Regions from separate parts of the Sus scrofa genome. Here region 1 is linked to region 2. A link is a contact called in public Hi-C data. All regions are on one chromosome and are shown on one strand. Each heading gives the region's core, a stretch centred on a gene start, on an enhancer-like site or on the middle of the called end of the contact. The rest is flanking DNA. Distances are from core to core; before and after follow the strand shown.

Region 1 (5,129 bases), core at 1,918-4,417, 210 kb after region 2:
CCAAACCTTCTGGTGCTCTTTAGACGTGACATCGAAGCCAGACAGGGCCCTTTTCCTGGAAGGCAATGGTCGAAGGTGTTGCCATTTGCCCTTGCGGTACCACATTGCCCCACACCCCCAGGAAACTCACCCAACCAGTAGGGCTCCTGAGACTGCATGCTATGGTGTCAGAGGTGTGATCCACACCCTGTCAGGCTCTACTAGGTTTTCTGAAGGTGCCTGAGCTTGTATAGCAACTGGTGTGGCCCATGCTTGGCAAATGTGAGCTGCACAGATGAGCTTCAGGCCCTGGCTGCCACCTTGACAGGGTGGGCCAGCTGGTTCTGGTCAAATGGGTGGGTCCAGCCTCTTCCTCTCCTCCATCAAGATCTAGGAAACAAGAGTGATCTTACATATAACTGGTTCTGTGTCATTTACTTGGTGAAAACCCTTCAACTGTTTCTTTCCTGTCTCACTTAAAATCTAAGTTCCCTGAATGGCCTTCACCCTTACTGTTCAGTGTGAGCTCTGAAGGTGGGCAGCCTCAGTGTTTGCTGAGAGCTTGTTAGAGATGGGCCTCCCAGGTCCTACCCCAGAGCTGCTGAATCTGAATCTGCATTTTGCCACAATTCCCAGCTGATCTGTACGCTCCTTAAAGTTTGAGAAGCTGGCCTGCGGGGCCCTTGTGAGCACGCTGATTCCCCCACCTGACCTAAGCTACAGCTGTACCTCATTTATTATTTATCCCTTATCTCACTTATTACAGGTTACCATGATTTTACTGGTTCACCATTAGTCTGTCAGGCTAGAGTACAAGCACCTTGAGCGCAGAGACCAGTAGTTTTGTTCATTATTTCCTTTAGCATCTAGGTTAGTGCCCAGCACATAATGGATGCTTGAGGAATATCGGCTGAGTGAATGATGAGTTCTCTGACTTTTAACCTTCTGATCTAATGTTTTATCAACAAGGGGACTATTGAAAAGACAGTTCTTCTTGAGCAGATTAGTCTAGAATACTGCAGGATTTAACATCCTTGGTGCCTACTCACTAAATGCCAATAGAACGCCCCAGTCATTGTGACACTCAAGAAACACACCCCTACAAATCTCCAAAGCCTCCTGAGAGGATAATATTACCCCAGTTGAGACCATTGCCCTAACCAATTTTGCTTGACTATGTCTGATTGACATGCCCCGATGTATGCTAAGGGGTCCAAGAGTTAGAAACTCCAGGTTTGAATCCATTTGCTACATGTGTGACCTTGGGCAAATCACTTGACCTTTCTGAGCCTCATCTGGGAATCAGGAATCTCAGAGGTGTGTTGAGTGAGAGTTAAATGAACTGGTTGTACGAGTAGCACCATGCACATAGTTGGCTCTCATTATATAGCAGCTAGTAGGCAAATGGAGGCATATCATTCTAGGATCTCTGGAGAATCCCAGAATCCTCGAATCAGAATGCTGGAGCTGGAAGAGATGGCAAGATCACAGATGTCTTTGGGCAGGCAAAGGCCTGGTGTTTTACTCTAAACAACGTTACCTGAGGCTGAGAACTCAGCCACAGGCAGCAGGACTTAGTATGATTTCGTGTCCAGGGCCTGGCTGGGCCTAAGAGTGACCTCCACAAGTTTCTGCTGCCTGGAAGGGAATGGTGATGCCCAGAGGTAGAGGCAGCACAACTGTAGGCAGGCTCCTGGCAGAGGAGGGAGGATTACCCAGGGCTGTGGCAAGAATGTGGGGCATTCTCTTAGCAGCTGGGGAAAGTCGCTGATAATTGTTTTTTGTTTTTTAAGGCTTTAGGATCAAGTCGCATCTAACTTTAAAAGAAGAGGTCAGTGCATCCAAAACCTGATAAGTGCAACCAAAAATTATCGTGTGTTCTTGCTTTTGAATATAGATGCAAACATTCTAAACAAAATAATAACTCATGGAATGAGCAGTGTTTTCAAGAACAACATAAAATGGCTGACCAGAATACATGCCAAAATCTATCAGTATAAATGATTATAACCACAAATTAAAGGAGAATAACACATAACTACAGCAACACATGATGAAATGTCATTTGAAAAAAGTATTCAGGAGGCATTCCTAATGAAGAAAACTACTTCCATGCAACAAAGATCATTTATCTGTGGTGGTATTTTAATTAAAGCGGTGTAGCGAGGTTGGGCCCCTGGCTTGTGGTCATCGCCAGCAGAGGCGTTGATTCTGAGACCAGCCTTTCCTTAGGGAAGAAGGAACCTAGAACAGAAAACAAAACAGAACAGGCTTTGGATCCCTTTGGAATGCAACTTGATTTTGATATTTAAAGGATTGGGGCTCTACACATTTAAAAAAGCAGAGAATGTATTTTACTTCATTTATCTACTTATTTTTAAAAACAAAAATCAGCTAGAAAAAGAATTATTAGATGGGTCCAGTGCACAGGATGAGAGTCTGTAGGCTTAAGTCTTAAACCTTGCTCCATCGGTTTGAGGAAGAGCTGTGTGGCCTTGGGTAAGTTACCATACTTCTCCGAGCTTGTTTTCTCATCTGAAAAATGGAGGTTGGATTGAGGAATCAGCTTAATGATACAAACTTCTATGAAACAAACCATGAAATGTTTTTTGCGGGGAACATTCACTTGGCATGGTCCTAGCAAAATCCTCCTGAATATCTTACCATTTGCCCCCAAGTGGGGTGCTCCCAGATAAGCAAGTCTTAGATGTGCATATTAATTGAGTCCTGCAATGCAGATTTCTTCTTGGATCCAAGTTGATGCAAAAAAGAGGGAAAGGGACTTTTGAGAGATTAACACATCCATTCTAATCACCCAAGTAGGCTGCTGTTATAAGGGCCATTTAATAAAATGTAAGAAGCCCTTTTCTAAGGGGGAAGAGATAGGCCAGGATGGAAGTCAAGTGCAGCTGTTTGAGCCTCTGCCAGTGGCCTGATCTCACCAGAAAACCGAAGTTAAAAAACAACAAACTTCCAGATTCAGTGATCTCAGATTAACACTGCCTCCCCCCCGCCGTTTCCTCCCAGCCCCCTGTCCTTCCTTTCCCTTTCTCCCCAGCTCAGGCACCTGGGTCGTGGTGCTTTTCCATGTGGTTGGGATGTCAGCTGGCAGCCCTGGCGACAGGAGCCCTGGGAGGCAGCAGCTACCTCTCGGGTTTAGCATTACGTCATCCCTTCTAGACCCAAATTTATCTCGGCTGCACACAGACCCGCAGCTCTGAGCTGCCGCTGACTCGAGGAGAGCTTACGCATGAAGTTAGGCTGACTCACTCGGCAGAAGGAAAGGTTTTCTGCTGCTCTTCACGTTTCTGGGATCCGAAGGGAGAGGCGAGGAGGAGGCTGCATTGTCCGTTTTGGAGTGGGGGATGGAAAGATGTATAACTGTTTTGGTTCTTATTTAGGAGCTCAGGACTCACTCTCCCCTGTTCTCAGTCTTGATTATTTGAAGACTCCCCCCCCACACACACCCTTATAAAGATAATTACAGAAAACTGCCCTGCGTAGTAAGCACTTTGCAGTTTCAGGGAAGTTCTCTTAAGCACCGGGTGTCACAGCACAGTGACTTTGGACGTGTACCTTAACCTCATGGCCCGGTATCCTCTTTTCATCTTCCCAGTCTGCAGAAATGATATAACACAGACCAGCCTCCTCCATTGTTCATAAATGTGCAGTAAATCCTCTGGAAATGTACATTGAGTAAATTGTGCAGGGAAAGGACCCCTAAGAATGGAGAGCTTTGCCTGTTTCCTCCAGAAGGCAGGTTGTCCCCATCCAGGGGACAATTGTAAAGCCTGGTTTAAAAAGGTGTACTTGAAGACTAGTGAAAGACCTGTGCCTTCTGTTTGATTAGCCCAATTAGCACTATTACCAGTTGCTGGTAGCAAAGCTCATTGTGGGTTTGCCAGCACTTCAGTTTAAGAAAAATATATCTGATGTACCCACCAAAATATATCTAATGTACCCACTAGTTGTAGGGCTGGGGACTCTGGAGGACTTTTTCCATCTTGAAATGATACTCCTTGGAGAGAGACACTTTAGGGAGAGGACAGAAGAGACTGTGGGTAAGGTTCCAGACTTTGGAAGCCTTGTTTTTCCTCAGATTCCCCATTTGCATTTGTAGTGCACATTAGATTTATAAGAACAAAAGAAAGGCCATGGCTGCCTCTGGGTTCTTCCAGGCTAGGCTGGTGCTGAGGGGTGGTGTGTGGGTAGCATCACTCTCCCAAGGCTAGAGCCCCAAGCTTTGTGCTGTTGGGAGACCCTTGTGGCTAATGTCCAAGCAAGAGCTCAAGGAGTCAGCCAGAGCCAGAGAAGGACATGGCACCTGCAGTTGCTCTTAGAAAAGGCTAGATATTTCTGTACAGAAAGGAGCCCTTATCATTACCTCGTCCCTTCTTCAGCATATGCAAGTTGCCTTTTGGTAATTCTCTCACTGCTTTCCATCTCCTCATCTCTCTCTTGGCCATGGCTTTAAAAGAAGGGTTGGTTAATTCATCTGAAGGTCAGCTGTGAAAGGCCAGGCACATGCAAGCACCCTGCTTTATCTTAATAACCTGTTAGGGCTAATGATGTTGGATTTAGACCCATCTTGAACCTGTGTGTATTTTCAGTTTGTACTTTTTTTTTCTTGATTGCATGTCACCTGGTTTACTTCCCATTGGGTAGACTTTCATTTGTTATAAAGCAACCTCTTTTAAGTTCCTGGGGTAGCCCTTGGCAGTTTGGGATCTGAAGCTTAACGGGGTTATGCCAGTGGTAGAAACTAACTTTCAGCCTAATAATTTCTATCCTCAGCCTACAGATGTTCTGAGTGAACAAGTATTCTTTTTAAATACTTCCATTCTTCCCCTCCCCAACATGTCCCTTGGTGAAATGTGGAGAGTGGTTGTTACAAACACCCAATGGGAGAGACCAGATCTGAAGCGACCTAGCCAACAGCTGAAAAAGCACAGTTCTCTGTTTCAAAGACTTTATAAAAAAAAATTTCTCTTGTGGCTTGTGAGCATTTCTCATTTTTGGTCTCCCCGCTTTTGATGGAACATCTATTTGGTTCTTAAATGTGGTGCCAAGTGTAATATTTAAAAGGGCTGGCAGAATTTTGCAGCTTTTTGACCTCATTGGAAATTTTGTTCACTTTGGAAAAAAAAAGG
Region 2 (5,200 bases), core at 2,123-4,622:
TCGCTGAGTTTACTTTTCTGTCTGAGAGCTTTAAAAGGTAAATTTGGGGGAAGGGGATGGAGGAGTGCCCTCTACATAAATTCTTAGCTCTTCATGTTGCCTGTGCTAGCTGAGAAGTTGTTAAATTGGGAGCCGCAGGGTGCAGGTGTAAGCATGCGCTCAGAGGGAGCGAGAGAAACCTGTTTGCCTTCTAAAACAATAAGTAGTAAAACAGGTTGTTTAGGGTAAAGTCCCTTGAACTCGGTAATTGATTTTAAATACATCTGCCTATTATAATACCTTCTATTTACAAAGTGCTTTGAAAAGTTCAAAGCATTTTTACCTTTATTATCATTTGAGCTTCATAACTACCCTATGAGTTAGAGACAGCAGATATTATAATCCACCACCACCACTTAAAAGATGGCTAAACTGAAGCAAAAGCATGTCAAGAAACTTGTCTGAGGTCACATAACCAGTTGGTTTCACAACTAGAACTAGAGCACCAGGATTTTGAAACCTAATCCTGTGCTTTCCTGGCAGAGTGTCTCTGGCTACTGCTTTATCTACCCAGAGTTCATGTGGAGATTTGTGGTTACAGTTTAATTGGAGAATACAAATCGGGCATACCTAAAGAGCTCTACAGAAGGGAGATTGTTTCTCTTAGATCATGACTGTGTTGGAAGGGGGGGGGGGTAAAGAATGAAGTCAGTTGTTTTAGACAGTGCAAACTACAAACAAACAAAAACACTCTGTAATCAGTTTCTGAATATTTGGGGAGCTATTCATTCATTAATTTGTGTATTCATTTTTTTAAAGTATCTTTTAAGTGCCTTTATATGAGAGATTGTGCTCAGTACTTTGGGGAAGATACAAAGAAATGCATTTAATTTTAAGGGGTTCCTTCAAATTATACAAATAACAGCTATTTTATTCATTGTCCATTACCACCTGGTAGAAGAAATGAAATGCCTTCCTTTCAGAAGAGCAAGACAAATAAAAATGGATGAAGAAACAGGGCAACTAATTTCCTTCAATTCTACTCCTGTAGAAGGGTTTAAAAAAAAAATCTAGGTACACAAAACACCAAGTTTGCTATGTCATCTAATCTAAGGTAATGCCCCTTTGAGACTAGGGAGAATGGGCTTAGGTTAGTGCCAGGTTCCTTATCAGGAATACAAGATCAGGATTTAAGGAAAAATGTTAGTATCTAGACCCAAAAGCAACTTCCAAAAATCATCTCTGAAGGCCAGAATTAAGTCTCGCCAATACTTAACCCTACCTGGATCCAAACGCACTTTTCCTCCTGGCAGCTTAAGCATGCAGACAAAAGGTAACAGAGGTGCAATGGGTGCAAGAGGCAAGTGGCAGTGTTGAAGGGTCTGTCATTTGGGTGGAAGATAAGTAAGAGTTTGCAAGTGTTGAGAGTTTCCTTAGAGGTCACTTAAATCTCTCTCTCTCTCTCTCTCTCTCTCTCTCTCTCTCTCTCTCTCTCACACACACACACACACACACACTTCCCTAGACAAATTTCTTTACTTTCTAGCATAAACACCTCCAAACCTGAAGGCAAAATTTGTGTTAATATTTACACATATTATAAGCACTTGTTTGATATATATTTTTAGTTTATACTACATGTACACAAATGGTGTCATTGAGTGAAACCACTTTTTTTTTTTTGCTGTGACAGGTCTTGCTCAGCCCCCACTATGGGTTTGTGAAACATTGTGTATGCTCATATGTGTTGTTATTTGTCTTGTGTGTGAATAGTGGAGACTGAGTTAAGTCCCCTGTGTCCCATATTACTCCTCTGGGTTTCCATTTTTTCCACTTGTGAAATTAGAGTTGGAGTCAGTGAGCTCTAAACTGTTCCAACTCTACCATCTGACGTTGTACCAGTTTTTAAAATACACCGTTAAACATACATTTTGTACTCCACTCAGTCAGTATCCTTAACCAAATTGGTCATAGTTGGGTACAAAATCATAAGTCAGATAAAACTAAGTTTATTCACTTTACAAAAAGATATTTGATTTGCAAAATAATTTCAGAATAGTGGAAAATAACAAAATCTGGCTATACATTTAAAATATAGATTTATTTATTTATTTCTTCTTCTTCTTCTTCTTCTTCTTTTTTTTTTTTTTTAGGGCTGCACCTGTGGCATATGGAAGTTCTCAGGCTAGGGGCTGAATTGGAGCTACAGCTGCTGGCCTACACCACGGCCACAGCAATGCCAGATCCGAGCTACCTCTGAGACCTACACCACAGCTTGCAGCAACACAGGATCCTTAACCCACTGATTGAGACCAGGGATGGAACTCGAGTTCTCATGGGTACTAGTCGGGTTCATTACAGCTGAGTCACAAGGGGAGCTCTCTATATTTATTTTTAATCCAAGTTTTTAGGAAAAGTAGTGTAGAGTCAGACATACATGCATTAAATAATGAAAATATAAACATTTAAATGTCATAAAATCATAGTATTTTGGAATGTGAAAGGAAATCTCAACCCAATATCCTTATTCTACAATTTAGGGAACTATGAAACAGAAAAGTTTATTTACTTGGTCAAGAGCACATAGGTAGTTAACAAAGGCTGTGCCAAAAAAATCAATTGCAGGATATTTTCTGCATTTTTCTCTATTTATATTTTGGGTCCACACCTCCTCATTTACCTGTGAAGGAAAAAAATCACAGATGTTCACTGCTCAAATTTAAATATTATTTAAAATAAAACAAAGTTATAATGCAGACTCCCAAGTTCCTCATGTGTAGACACATCACATTTTAATAGTGTAAATAGTAGATTTGCAGGCATTTAAAGTAATCTACTTGAGTTCTTAATTTTGCTGAACTCTGCCACTGAAATAGCATAGTACCCTGCTACTATTTTCTAAAACTATTTCAGATATTTTTGTTTTTCTATAAATAATATTATTTGATAACTACACCTTGATCTCTGTCAATAATATATTTTCTTTTCTTTTTTTATTGAAGTAGAGTTGATTTACAATGATATATTCTCTAATACATTCATTGAAATTCCAGATATGCTTATAAGTGTAAGACTTTACTCCATTGCCCCCAATCATGTGTTTTATTATTTTTCACGTTCTTGTATTAAATAGTAAATAACCTCCCTTTAAATAGTTATCACTTTAGTGCAATGATTAGAAATTAAATATTAACACAAAATACTAGTCAGTTTCAAGGCACATCACTTTATTTTTGCCATGCACCCCAGAGTTTGCAGTTAGCAGGGCTCTTTAAAACTAATGCTTCTAGCATTTCATTGACTCACACTAAATTGGTCCCTAGATCACCCAGTTAATTTTAACCTTGACCTCCCACAGCTGTATTGCCTTACTCAGCCCAGAAAAACTCCCTGCTTCCACCCTTTCTGCCTCTTATGAAGCAATAGTGCAGAGGAAAAACAAAACCCATTCCTTTAAGAAAGATTCCGCCTCCTCTCTTTTAAGCAAGCGCCTAATGCTAATTGTGGAGTCTCTACTAAAGTCACACACTTTACTACTCAGCATTGGGAGAAGCTGCTGCTGCTGCCGCTGCAGCTGTTACCGCTGCCGCTGCAGCCGCCGCCGCCACCGCGGGTCTGAGGCTGCAGTAGGTTTCTGTGCAGCATTGCAGATCCACACCTAGAAGACACACGCGTCTACTACGCTGGACACAAGAAAGCCTTAGATCCTCAGTGGGTAAGCAAATCTTTTATCCATTTTGTCCAGAAACTGTGGGAAAGAGAGTGATCATGGAAAGGATTGCTCATCAGACATGCTTAAGATGGATTATGTTAATTTGTCTCCCTTTTTGGGGGGGGGTCCTAGATTTGTGACTAGCAAATGCCCTGTATAGGGGAGACTATTGTCTGATACGTGCCCTTAACATACTTTTGGGGGGCTGTTCATAAAAAGGTAACCTTAATGAATTGCCAAGCTTTTCATTCTCTGCTTTTTAAATGCAAGAAAACATCCAGCCACTCCCAATATTTCTCTCAAATACTGCAGATATTTTAAAATCCCAAATAAAATGACAGGCAGAACATTTTCTAAATATTTTCTACCCAAAGCCAGGAAGCCTTCCCCACGATCCTTTAGGGGTATCTAAAAACCATAAGACATCGTTAGATTTTGAGCATATGGGAGATGGTGGTAGACTAAAATTTCTTAAGGTTTAGTCCAGTGCAGAGAGAAAATAAGGATAAATGAATCACAGTTTGGGCCAAGACAAGATTCATTTTCCACACTTCATATGTGGGAAGAGGAAACTACATTTTAATTAGCACATTTTTAGGGAGGAGGGAGGGGATGAAGATGAGGGGGATGGCATGAAGTATTTGAGGGGGAAGAGAAGAGTCTGCAGAAGAGGAAGGAAATGAAATGGAGTGTTGCCAATGCCTTGGAAACGAAGAGAGATAAGGGTGGGGAATGAAGTTTGTTGTGTGTGTTAGGGTGGGGTTGACCCAAGGGACCATGAATAACCAGAATGGCGCTCAGCCGGGCGTGCTTGGGAGTGGATTCGTGCCTGTGGAGGACATGTACGCCAGAGGGATGTGCAAGTCGTGGGTGGCAGAGAAAAGTGTGCGTTGCTGGGAGGTCTATTTCTAGAGTAGGTCGTGTCTGGGAGGTGGGGGGTGGGCGGCCCTAGTGTCACCTGTGGATGGATCCACAGCCCTGCAATTGCGTGTTGCAAAGTTTACCCGCCCCCAAATTCATTTTGAAGGCTGGCGGTGCTTTGACTTTTCACCTCCCAGAGGTCAGCTGTCATAAGGTCTCAAGGCCAGGAGCCAAAGTGGGGATGAGACCCTTGATACCCATCAAGTAAGCAGGATTGAGAGAGCGCCTGCCCTGCCCCTCTGAGGAGGTGAGTAGAGGGAGGAGGCGCCCCCATAGGCAACTATGATGAGAATACCCAGGCCTCTCCTATGGGGGGCGTGCGGAGGTTGAACCTTAGCAGTGGCCTCCTGCTGAAGACCCAGCAGCCAGTGGCTAACTAAGAGCTGTGGCTTAGCCTCAGGATTAGGAGCTCTCTCAGGTTAGGGAGGGCGACATTTCCGAGGCGCCCCTCCTCCCCGCCTCTAGTCGGGTTTGCGTAGGAGTCGTTTACACCTCCGACCCTCAGGGGACGCCGCGGATCGAAGCTGCATAGCCACAGAAGGACGCTGAAAAGATGCTAGACTGCTGTCCCCGCCAGGCCCTCCCAGG

The links. A called contact is a pair of places that touch in the nucleus more often than the background predicts.
Region 1: a Hi-C map of skeletal muscle shows a contact between it and region 2, with 2.8 times the contacts expected there. The contact joins the enhancer-like site here to the promoter of ADD3 in region 2. A contact is called at or near these places in 5 of 47 Hi-C or Micro-C datasets (alveolar macrophages, blood, epiblast stem cells and 2 more).

What each region holds. Positions count from the first base shown.
Region 1 is chr14:120,654,199-120,659,327 of Sscrofa11.1, forward strand. The region is part of intron 1 of MXI1 (max-interacting protein 1); the gene reads left to right. Among named protein-coding and RNA genes, the nearest start is that of MXI1, 13 kb to the left of the region's middle. Within about 2 kb of position 3,168, at least 35 of the 83 cell types and tissues checked have an H3K27ac peak or open chromatin away from gene starts, as enhancers often do. A contact at or near this core is called in skeletal muscle, where this site is marked.
Region 2 is chr14:120,448,049-120,453,248 of Sscrofa11.1, forward strand. It overlaps ADD3 (gamma-adducin), which reads left to right and starts at 3,373. Exons shown (of 15, transcript XM_001924738.5): 1 at 3,373-3,694.